Linked DNA regions of Capsicum annuum: region 1 is linked to region 2. Evidence: chromatin contacts called from public Hi-C data. All regions are on one chromosome and are shown on one strand. The core of a region is the stretch at or near the end of the contact, and the rest is flanking DNA. Distances in the headings are between cores, read along the strand shown.

Region 1 (6,357 bases), core at 791-3,290, 130 kb after region 2:
TATAGATAGCCATGAAATTCAAGTTTTTGTGGCTAACTTAGATTTTGTAGCTATAAGTACATTTTCTTATAGTGAGTCTTAAACATAGTTCAAGTTTTTATGTTTGAAAACTAAAACTATTTCGGCTATGATATGTATGTAAGGTCCGAATAATACTGACACAGAAGCTGAGCAACTAGGCATACGCTTACAGAATTTTCAGTTACTCGTCGCCAATGTGACGAGAATCATGCACAATATTCTTCCAATGCAGGTAAAAATTATCAATGATGAAAAGGAAGATATCCAAAAATTAATGAGCTATTATATAAATCAGCCAATGAACGTTGTCACGGGGAGCAACGTAAGATTATGACATTTGAAGATATCTTTGGGCCATGAACAAAGTTGGGCTAGCATACTCATATTCTTTTGCCAACTGAGCTGTTTTATGATCTTGTTGTAGCTGCCATGATAAATGTTAGGTAAAAAGTCAAATGGGTCAGTTGATCAAACTTGAATGGGCCATAAGTCAAGTAATAAAGGATGATTTAAAAGGATTAATTTGAAAATAAGTGGTCTTGAATTTTTCTATCCAATTCAAGTTTTGTTTCATGGGCAACGCTTTTGATTTTTGACCTTGATGATTTGTTCATTGGACAACCGAGAGCCAGAAGTATTAAAATCATCTATTTTGAAGGTCATTGCGTATAATTTTCCAAAAATTGAATCATAATTCAATCCATACAACATGGTCTAACTTCTTTTTTAAAAAAATCCGTATTAATTTGTATTCGAGTTACATTCGATTCGTCGTGTCACTATGTTGGCCCGTCTAACCCAAGAAATTTATGAGTCATTTCAAATGCAATTGTATCAAGTCAACAAATTAATCGTAGTCCAACCCATTAAAACTTAATTTAGTTAAATAGATTACCAAAAAAATTGAATTAATTTTACCGCTTCTAAATTTACAGAAATGAAGAGATGGAGGCGAATGATGATGGTCTCACTGATTCATCTTCTTCAATTGCTACTAACAATGGGTTGCCTGGGGTTATGTATCCATATGGACAGTTCAGACAGTAAACTTAAGATGACTTTGAGCTTCAATATCCATGCTAGAATAATGTTTTATTGTTTAAACTTTGTTTGGAGTATTGTATTCTTGCTCACTTACAATTAGAATAAAAAATATGACTTTTTAAAATCTCTTATGCGTAAAATTAAAAATCTCTAATAAAAAGACCTTTTTCAATTGCTTTCACTCTTATGATGTATACTAGTAAGCTACCTATGCTAATAATAAATAAATGTAATGTCAATTATTTCCTTATTTTTGAACCTGGACATGAAATTTAGTTGCATGATGCTAATAATAGCCCACGTTCTTCTTATTGCGAAAATAATGCCGTCACTTTTAGCCGAGAAAATATGTTGTTGTATCTATATCTAATCCTTCAAAAATGCAATAGTGCATTTTTGGAAGATCCATCATGCACTTAGTGACATTTTGAAATTTGAAGAGTCCTAAAACATATATAGCAAGAAAGTATCCAATTATGGTTTAAAACAAAAACAAAAGAGGAAGGGGAAAGGAAAGGCAAAGCCAATTATGCTTCATGAATAGATGAACTTTTAATGAAATCTTTGTTCTGTTCTCCTAATCACATGAAGCCATGAACTCCTTCAGCAGGATCTGTATACTTATTTCTCACACACTAAAAAATAAAAATAAAAATAAAAATAAAAAATAAAAAATCTCCAGATTCAGTTGGATAATTGTTCTTTGTAAGAGTTCCGAATCGAATCTCTTTAGAAAGAAGATCTTTTGTCTCATGGTAGCCTGCTCCAGTCCCCTTACGAAACTTTCGTTATTGGGTTAGCCATACACTTCACATGTTTCTTGCATTAGCGGTTAATACGTTGTAATTGGATAAGTTATTAGGAATATGACAGAACGAAAGACCAAGGAAAGAAAGAATGTCCAAGATTTATTTCTTATCCTCCTAGCTAGTCAGATCGACGATTTTTCACCTTAGCCCTGTTGAACTGATTCCATTTGGCACTACTTCATCCACGACTCGGATATTCTTCTGCAAATTTACATGTATCAACATCCTGGCCACCTCTTCGGACACAAACCAAGCCGAAGTCTCTACATATGGCCCTGACCTAGAAAATCAACAGATAAACATATCCTATTTCTTCTCCGAAACATTATAAGAGCATAACTTCAGTCCAACATAAAGGAGGTATCTTAATTTACCTGCTCAGGTATCCAAATGCCAGGTGTGCTGAAAGATTCTAGCAGATCAGAACCACATACTAGCATGACCTTGAGGTCTTCTGCAAGAAAAATAACCACTGTTTTGAACTTTAACGGAAGTTTGTTAAAGTCTTCTCCAGATAGAAGGGCATGTTCACTTTTGAGCAGTTTCTTAAGGTTGCATAGCGACTTAGGTAATAAGTAATTTATTAGGTAGTAAGAAACATGCGCATTGATTACGATAAGTGGGACAAGTTGAGTGATGGAAGTGAAAATATTCAATTTTACAAACTGAACATCAAATCTGTAGAACATCACATTCAATTTGAAGCTGAGAAAGTACACATCAGTACACAACAAAGCTACCTCCACAAGAGAAATGAACTGCACAGTGATCTACTAACTAATCGCTCAGAGCTTTAGACAATGAAGAAGCTAGGCTTCAACAACTAAATCACTTGCTTCGGAAAATAGTTTCTTCTTACTTTTCCTTCAACTATAAGTTGGTAACAACCAAAACATATACTAAGCATGCAAAGTTTCTTCTTTACCTTCCAAGGGGAAAAATTGTGAGCAAGAACTTGGAGATGAAACCCACCAGTTCATGGGCAAGGAAGATCTGCAGATATGAGCGTGTAGAGTTTGATAATCGTACACCACGTATTGCAACTCCTAAGTAAAGCCAGAGTGCAGAGAAATTGCAAAATGGGCGTGTAGAGTTTGATAATTGTACACAACGTATTGAAACTATACTAACATGTTACATGTTAAATAAGATGGAGGCATAAAAACGAATGCTAAAGATTTCTGCAAGCTAACATTATCACACATATGGCTCTTGTAAAAAATGGAATAAGGTAGTATGTTTTCTCCTTTCCCTTTTCTCTGTGTATGTGTGTGTGGGGGGGAGGGGGGGGGGGGGGGGGGCTGGAGGGGGAAAAAAAAAAATTTTCTTTCACTAAAAACATAGGAACGACATAATATTTATCAAAAAGAAAAAGCTGGTTTCGGTAGGATTGCAAGTTTCTCATGTAACCATTGACCATTAATCTGAATTTCGATCAACAGTATTCCAACAGACTGACTTATGTCAATTATGGATCTTACCAGTGGATGCCAAACTTCCATCAATGACAGCGGTTTTTATTCTAGAAAGAACTGTAAATGTTCGTTGATAGCTATCCTGACTTGCCTGCACAAATAATTTCAAGCAAAATCATAGACGGGATGAAGGTAATTTAGTTTGTCCCAGACTGCGGCAGTGGTGTAAATACGTCATATATAAAACTGGGTGATGCAATCATACCAAGTAGTACCTTAATATTGCTCACATTAAAAAGGGAGGTTTTGGGGATTCTTTTTCTGGTGGAGAGGAGGAGGAGGAGGAGATAAATAGATTGATAGAGAGAGAGAGAGAGAGACCTCCCAGCGATCCGTCATAACAAATTCTGAGCTTTTACAAGCTAACTCACACATTGCAACACGATGTTCAGCAGATACAAGACTCTACAAAAGTACGGAGGAAATACATTAGTAAGATCTTTCCTGTGTGTTAGTAACAATGAAACAAGATACAAAGCATGTTCCACTTCTTAAAACATATTTGACCTGCAAAAGTGCTAAGACAGCAAGAAACTACACCTCTCGTGACTAGAAAGGACATGATAGTACATTTCTCCCCTTACAAGTTATACATTTTGAAGTTCCTAAAGCTATGCTACCTTCTTCTTAGATGCATCATTTACTGGTGACATGTAACCTCCAATCACACAAAATCCTTCTGAAGTCAATGCATCTCTTGCCAACTCTGAATCAATATAGCAAAAAGTTCAGCAAAACCCAATAAACAGACTAAACGAACTGCATTTTCTTAAAATCATATTAACTCTGAGCAGCTTATGTACTGGAGGAGTTAGGACTATACATGACTTGTCGCTTTTATCTGAATAGAAGAAAAAACATGGAGGATTCTTTTCCTTGGTACCCACACACATACACCTCCTTCAATCCACAATCTCCCTCCCCGAGTGGGAATAAAGGGATAAAAAGAAGAAGAAAAAGATCAGCGAGAGAAACATAGTAAAGGTTGTATAATACGTACCAAAACAACGCAAGTGCATATAAGTTGGAGGATTAAAACTTCCTGTTGATACAAGAACTACATATGTCCTTTTCCTAGTAGGAAGAGTGAGAGTTAGCAAGTTTCTGTAGGAGGGGTCGAATAGGGGGAAGAAGGGTAAAGGATAGGAAATAAATGAAATCCATAATAAACCTAAATATGTAGGCAACTATGCATATTCATGTCTTGCTTCTTTTCACTTTTTTATGCATGCCTTCTAAGACATTATGGAAGTGTTTCAACCCTACTTCAATTGTGAGAGTTGTCACTCTGGAAAATAGACTCGGAAACTACTCAACTTTGCTTCCTTGTAATAAACTTTTAAAAAAAAAAAAACCAATTTGTTCCTTGTATTTAACTTGTCCATCCCCTTTCCAACATGAATACCAGTACGTTTCTTAAAAAAGTGAAAACTACGTCGGGTAGCTCTACATCATAAACAAGCATAATTCATGACAAACTGTGAATTGGCAGCTCCAATGGAAGAACAAAAGGCAAATGGGCATCATAAAACAACATTACAAGTGAATCAACATTGAAACTTTGATGTGACAATCTACTAGACATTGAATCAGACACTAAAAACTAATGTTAGAAAGGCTAGTCCAAGATCACATACTAAAGTTACCTCCTCTCAGGACTTGGTGAAAAACTAATGTTAGAAAGGCTAGTCCAAGATCACATACTAAAGTTACCTCCTCTCAGGACTTGGTGGCCCCTCCACTTGTTTTAATAAATCCAAAGACAACTTATCCAGCGGCAAAGCAATATCAGTCTTACCTATGAATTTAAGCAGAATGGTTAGCAAGAAAACAACTTTTACATGAATATCACCATTCTCTATTCCATTTTCTGGTGTAATTCCTTAATTTGCACACTTTTTAGGCTTTTCTTTGTAACAGTTCGTTTAAGCTTGCAATCGAAGGAATAAGTTCCCTATGTTGAGTATTTTAAGTGTTTGTTACATCAACAAACAACTGTAAAACCAAGAAATAGACTCGATTAAGCATCTTCCAGCAAGGAGTTCCAACTAAGAAATCACTAAGAAAGCAAATAAGGAAAATGCATTTCACTAGTAAAAATCTAACAGCTCATTCAGACATTTTACCAAACAGGTAATGCGCATTTCATAACTCATTTTTCTCAACACAGCATCTTGAATCAAACAGCTCATTCAGACATCTTGAAGCATCTAACATGAAATAACAACCTAGGATAAATATTATTTGTCCCCGAAAATCACCACATTTTATAAATATTCATGGATTAAACTAAATCACAGTCGTTTTGCATGCTCGCTACTGATATAGGAACAATATTTTTACATGAATATCAGCATTCTCTAGTCCATTTTCCGGTATAATTCCTTAATTAGCACACTTTATAACAAACAAACAAAAAGTCAAAATTGACTACTTACTAGACATATTGTTGGTGAAGAATATTTTCCAGCAAGGAATTCCAACAAACACAATCATTAAAGAAAGCAAATAAGGAATAGGCATTTCCCTACTAAAAATCAAACAGTTCATTTCAGGCATTATACCAAACAGTTAATAGGCATTTCACAACTCACTTTTCTAAACACAATATCTTGAATCAAACAGCTCAGTCAGACAAATCAAAGCATATAACATGAAAGCAACATAGGATAAAGACTACTGGTCCCCAAAAATTACCACATTTTATGAATACTGAGGGATTACATTAAATCACTACCTTTAACGTGCTCGCTAATGGTAAATGAACAATCTTTTTACATGACTATTACCATTCTCTATTCCATTTTCCAGTATAATCCCTTAATTTTCATACTTTCCAGAATTTAAAAAAATTCTTGTATGTGTTCGTTAGATCAACATATAACTGTAAAGACAAGCATACTCTCGATTACTCACTTTTCTAAACACAATATCAAGAATCAAACAGCTCATTCAGATGACTGGAAGCGTATAACATAAAAAGCAACATTGGATAAAGATTACTCGTC
Region 2 (5,846 bases), core at 260-2,759:
GGGTGTACGCAAGCTAGACCAGAAACCACAATTATTAAAGAAAAAACTAGGTGATTTTTCCCATATGTCCTAACTAACCTTGATGGAAAGAGTCACAGAGTCACCTAGTACCTAATACAGGTGGTAGGTAGCAGGTACCTCGCGGAATTAGGAATTAGCTGAGATCAAGCTGGTCCGGACACCACAATTATTAAAACACAAAAACACTAAATTATTTCTTCCAATATGTCCTAGCCTAAGTAGATAGTGTCATCAGGTACATTGTGGGTGGGAGATGACAGGTATCTCGTGGGATTAGTCGTGGTGCATGCAACTTGTCCCAGACACCAGGATTATCAAAAATTAATAGGTGATTTCTTGCCGTCTGTTATAGCCCTAGTGGACAGTGTCATCGGGTACCTATTGTGGGTGAAAGTTGGCATGTATCTCATGGAGTTAATCAAGGTGCACGCAAGCTGATCCGGCCACCACAATTATTAAAAAACAAAAACACTAAATGATTTTTTCCCATATGTCCTAGCCTAAGTAGATAATGTCATCGGGTACATGTTGTGGGTGGGAGATGGCAGGTATCTCATGGGATTAGTCGTGGTGCATGCAACCTGGCCCAAACACCATGATTATCAAAAATTAATAGGTGATTTCTACCCATCTGTCATAGCCTTGGTGGACAGTGTCACCTGGATATAGCCTTGGTGAACAGTATAACCTGGTACCTATTGCGGGTAGCAGGTTGCATGTATCTCATGGAATTTAATTAAGGTGCACACAATCTAACACGAACACCAGAACTATTGCAGGTCATAGGTGGCAGGTATCTCGTGGAATTGGTCGAGTTGCGCTACAGATAATTCACTAACATGCCAAAACTAATTGATTCACTAAAATACTGAAACACTAATAGTATGCTCATGAAAAAATGGAAACTAACCTGGCGCCAGAAAGCGAGTACATTCGACTTAACAGAACAACCAGGAGGACCATAATCATAAAGACCAGCAACACCTCTATATATCTTAAACGACGGAATATAAAACAACCGTCGTTCAAGTGTATTCACAACATTCTGTCTAAACGCATCTCTACTCGCAGCCGAAATACCACCAGCACCACCACCAATAGCAGCTTGTAACTTACTCTCAATATCCGCTTTCTCGAGTTTCAACGCATTCAATGCTTGTACAGCAGCATCGATTTCCGACTTCGATGCACCTGATGACTTTAATTGACGAACGGCGCCGCCTTGGATTTCGATGGTTGATTGTTTTTGTGCGAGTGTTCGGCGAAGTGAGTTTTCGTCGGCGTAGGCGGTGGACATTGAGCCGGAAGAATGAGGAGCTCCGATGTAGGGTTTAAGGGAGAAATGCGTGGGGTTTACGCGGCGGCGGCGGAGGGAAAATGCGTAAATAGTCAGAGTATGAAGGATACGCATGCAGCACTAAAGCGTTAGTCCACTAGGTTTTTCTAGGTGGGGGTAACACAACATTAAATTAGTTGGAAAAAAAATACAACATTAAATTAGTTGGAAAAAAAATACAACATTAAATTAAATTAAAACATAAGTTACAAACATTAAAAAATGACAAAATAAGTAAATAGATTTCTGAATTTTTTGACTTTTCTCGTATTGATGTCTCAACTAAGTCATGTACCTATTAAACTCTGAAATTCTTCATAAAATGTGTCAATTGACCACATTTCTCCCAAAATATTCTTATTTCCTCAAAAATGTGAGAAACCGTAATTTATTCTTATTTATGTTCTTTTTTAAAAAAAAATTCTTCTTATCAGTTGAAGGTAAAATTCCTCCAAAATATTATAATCTGAGTTCTTGTGCAAAAATTATTTAATGGGATGTGTGAAAATAGAGAAAACTAATCGTTTTTTAATAAAGTGAATGATGGTTCGAAGTTGGTCAATGGATGCATTAGATGGGTTTCACCGACGATTAGACAGAAAATGAGGTGAAGGTCGTTGCGAGTGTTTTGGTGGTGGTTTAGTGGTGTTGGGAGGGTGGCTGGTTATGTTGGAATGGCGTTTTCCAGCGAAGATTTCACCAAAAAAAAATTTGAATCGTGTGGGTCTCTTCTTTGTTATTGTTGCTTGTTGTTGTATATAAGTATGTTTTGTATTTTTACTCTTTTTCTTCCTCTTATGACTGTTGGATGTTGTTTTGGTAGAAAATGGAGGAGTGAAGATGAACTTTTAATGGTGGAAAGGGATGAAAGACTAGAGGAAGAAGGCGGCAAAAAAATAAAATTATTTTTTTTAACAAAAAATTAACTTTTTTTCTTGGATGACATGTAATTTTATCGTTGGTTATAATTTTCATGTCATGGCAATTGACTTTCACGCGTCAAACCTAATATGAAATTATGCAATTTGTGCTTAATTGACACATTTGTGAATAAATAAAGGGTTCAATAAGTACATGACTTAATTAAAGTGTCAATACGAAAAGTCAAAAAATTCATGAGTCTATCTATATATTTTGCCTTTAAAAAAAAGTAATTAGGAGTAATGTTTTTAAATATAATTTAAGTTTTCTACACTATTCTGTAAAAAATATTTTACACCATCAGTTAAACTTAATTTTCTGTTACAATTACCCAGGCAGGTCAAGTGTGCAAAAAAAAATGCTTTTAAGTTTTTTTTTTAATCTCACATTAGCACCAGAGGTGATACTAATTCACTCAAAAGTTGTTTAGGGGATAAATAATTGCCCGTAAAATTAAGGCTAAAGTAAATTTGACGGACAAATTTAGAGGTGCTTTGATATTTTTTTCTCTATTAAAAATAACAACAACAATGTGTTGTATAACCATGCAAAGTGAATTTTAAGAAGAGTAGAATATACACAGACTTTATGCTTACCTTAAAGATAGAGAGTGTTTTCGATAGACATTTGGCTTAAGAAAAAAAAAAGTTCAGAGAAAGTTCAAAACAAAAAAAACAAAGAGCCGAAGTAAAAATTAACAGATAGTACAAGACAATAACAACAATAAATAATACGACAGTCAAAGTTCAACAAATTAACAATAAGTAATTATATAAGTCAAGGATCAAAAACTACATGAGCAATACGAAAACTACTAGTATGGATCATAAATAATTAGACAACACACTATTACATGTTAACTTTCTACTATAGTCATTATCCTCTATAACCTCTTATCTTAGATTATGTCCTTGATAAGTTGAAACTTTGTCATGTCATGTAATGTCTAATCACCTCTTTCGATAATTCTTCGGTCTACCTCTCTCTCCTCAAATTATTCATAGCCATTTTTCACACCTCTGCTCTGAGGCATCTGTACGTCTCATCTTCAGGTCATCTTGATCTCACTTTTTGCATCTTGTCTTCCATCAAATTGCCTACCTTGTCCTTTATATCCTAATTTCTAATCATAACTCTTACTATTTCCACACATCCATTGTAATATTCTCATTTCGATAGCTTTCAACTTTTAAACACGAGAGTCCTTGACTAGCATCAACACTCCATCCCATACAACATAATAGTCTAGCTACTACTATCAGAACTAGTATTTAAGTTTTATTGGCATTTTCTTGTTACATAATATTTCGGACGCGAACTTTCATTTCATCCATCCTATACCGTATTGGTGAGTGACATCCTCATCAATTTCTCAATTCCTTGGATTATGAATGCAAGATACTTAAAACTTTCTCTCTTTTGAATGATTTGTAGATTTTACACTGACCTCACGCATTACATCACTAAACTTATACTTTAGATATTCGATCTTGGTCCTGCACTCCTGTTCAACCTAAACTCTATAGATTCTGTGGTCTATTTTCATTCCTCCAGTTTAGCGTTAACCTTGTAGCAAGTTCTTCGTGTTTCTCTGTAACACCCCGTATTTTCAAACTAGAAATCGGACCGTCGTTCCTATGTGTGAAAGCTCTAATTTCATGGTTTATATTTAAATTCATGTGTCATGATCTTTCTCCTAGTATATGAAGTGATTATGAGGTGAAAATGTTCATAGAAATCGCTTAAAGCAAAGTTAAGCTAAGAATCCTTCATTCGTCCAAAGTTTGATATTCGATTCTACAAAGGTCCACTTTGAACGTGTGTAACTTTTGATACACATAAAATTCTCCAGCTCAAGACCTACCAAATTGTATATAATTTAATTAGCTTTCCAACGATAACAATTTTGCCTAAATCCGTTAACCGAGCGAAAAGTTATGGCATTTTTCGTATGAGGCAGTAAACCGACGTGATCTTGACGCGTTGCGTCGACTGCGCTCCGATACAAAACCTGACGCGAATCTAAACTATTTTTTTGCGTTATTTCAATTCTTAAAGGATTTAGGGGCACTTTAGTCATATTTCCTCACCCAAATTCGATCCTTAATCATCCTTAAACAAAATTAAGCTTTTTAGTAATGTTTTAACTCTCTCAAGATCCCTAATTCATCTTTCAAGAACACAAGAGGAGAAAACAACTAGGGTTTGGGCAATCAAGCTTAAAGGTCCAATCTTTTCAAAATTTCTTCGTGATTCTTTGCAATTAAGGTACGTGGGGCTATCCTAAATCTCATGGGCATGGTTTTATGATTTTACAAGCTTTGAAGATATTTATGTATGTATATGAAAAAGGGTTTTGGTTAATTGTTTTAAGAGCATGCATTGTGGAATCAATTTGATGGAATTATGAAATTGTCATGGGATTTTCTATAATTTTGATTTATAAATCTTGTGCTTATGTGATTTGAATCCGAAAGATGATTTACGAATGTAATTTGTGAAATTTCACTCCCCATGATGAAATTTACAAACCTTGCATGATAAAATTTGTGAATTGTTTTTGAGAGCATGAATTAAGAGCCCCTCTTTTTATCATGAAATTTGTGTATAACTAACGTCGGGGGCTGATTTGTGAATGATGGGAAACTCTTGAGTTTTAAATGTCTCTTTAATCATTATGCATGAGTAGAATAAATGGAATGGCTACTATGTTTTCAAGATTTGTAAAGAGTGTATTTGAATGAGTTTAATGTGATTTTGATGATAAGAACCCTCATGTGACTTGATAAATCTTTGATGGTCATAAATATATTTTTTTGAATAAGAAGGGGTGTGGAATGATGTGATGTAAATGACTTGCAAGTCGGGGTATAACGATACTCCTTTATGAATTGCCCTTAAAAGAACAAGAAAAGAATGTTATGAGTGAGATGCATGTATTTCTATAATAGATTTTGAAATTGGGTTAATGCGAGTTAGGTGGTTATCCGAAGAAAGCACGAGTCAGAAGACTCTATGCTAGAAGTTGTTGTTTACCGACACGGGACCTTGGCACCCTGCTATGTGATCTTGTGTGCCTAATATTATGTCATTCAAATTTGGGACTATGGTTTAGAGCCCTGCTTTGTGATCTTGAACCCAACCACGACATGTTATTTTGATTTGGGGCTTTGACACCCTGCTTTGTAATCTTGCGTGCCCTCCCCTCACTAGTACTCCAATATTGGCGGCAATTGAGATCTGGTAATCGGTGAAAACTGTGAAATTGTAGGGTTTACCACCTAGCTCAACCATGTTGGGAGAAATTGAACCACATAGGGTAAAAATATTGTTGAAACTCAAATACATTGCCCATGTATTTTCGAATGATTTCTGTGATACTATGTTTTACAAAGGTTCTCACCTATGTTGTATAAAAGTATATTTTATTTTTGGATTATTCTGCGTACCAGTACATCTGTATTGACCCCTATATTTCAGAATTCTGAGACACAATCCTGGGGTCCCGTTAAGCAGTAGATTGACTTGTCAGAAGTTTGCAGCTGGTGAGCCTCCCTTACTTCGGAAG

Evidence for each region. Hi-C and Micro-C count contacts between places; a contact is called where the count stands out from the background.
Region 1: a Hi-C map of leaf shows a contact between it and region 2, with 3 times the contacts expected there. The contact joins the enhancer-like site here to the promoter of LOC107870342 in region 2. A contact is called at or near these places in 2 of 5 Hi-C or Micro-C datasets (leaf and placenta).

The regions. Positions count from the first base shown.
Region 1 is chr5:13,274,116-13,280,472 of UCD10Xv1.1, forward strand. It overlaps the pseudogene LOC107870340. Among protein-coding and RNA genes, the nearest start is that of LOC124898702, 6.1 kb to the right of the region's middle. Within about 2 kb of position 2,041, at least 2 of the 5 cell types and tissues checked have an H3K27ac peak or open chromatin away from gene starts, as enhancers often do. A contact at or near this core is called in leaf, where this site is marked.
Region 2 is chr5:13,143,071-13,148,916 of UCD10Xv1.1, forward strand. It overlaps LOC107870342 (glycine--tRNA ligase, mitochondrial 1), which reads right to left and starts at 1,510. Exons shown (of 9, transcript XM_016716835.2): 1 at 932-1,510. The coding sequence starts at 1,432.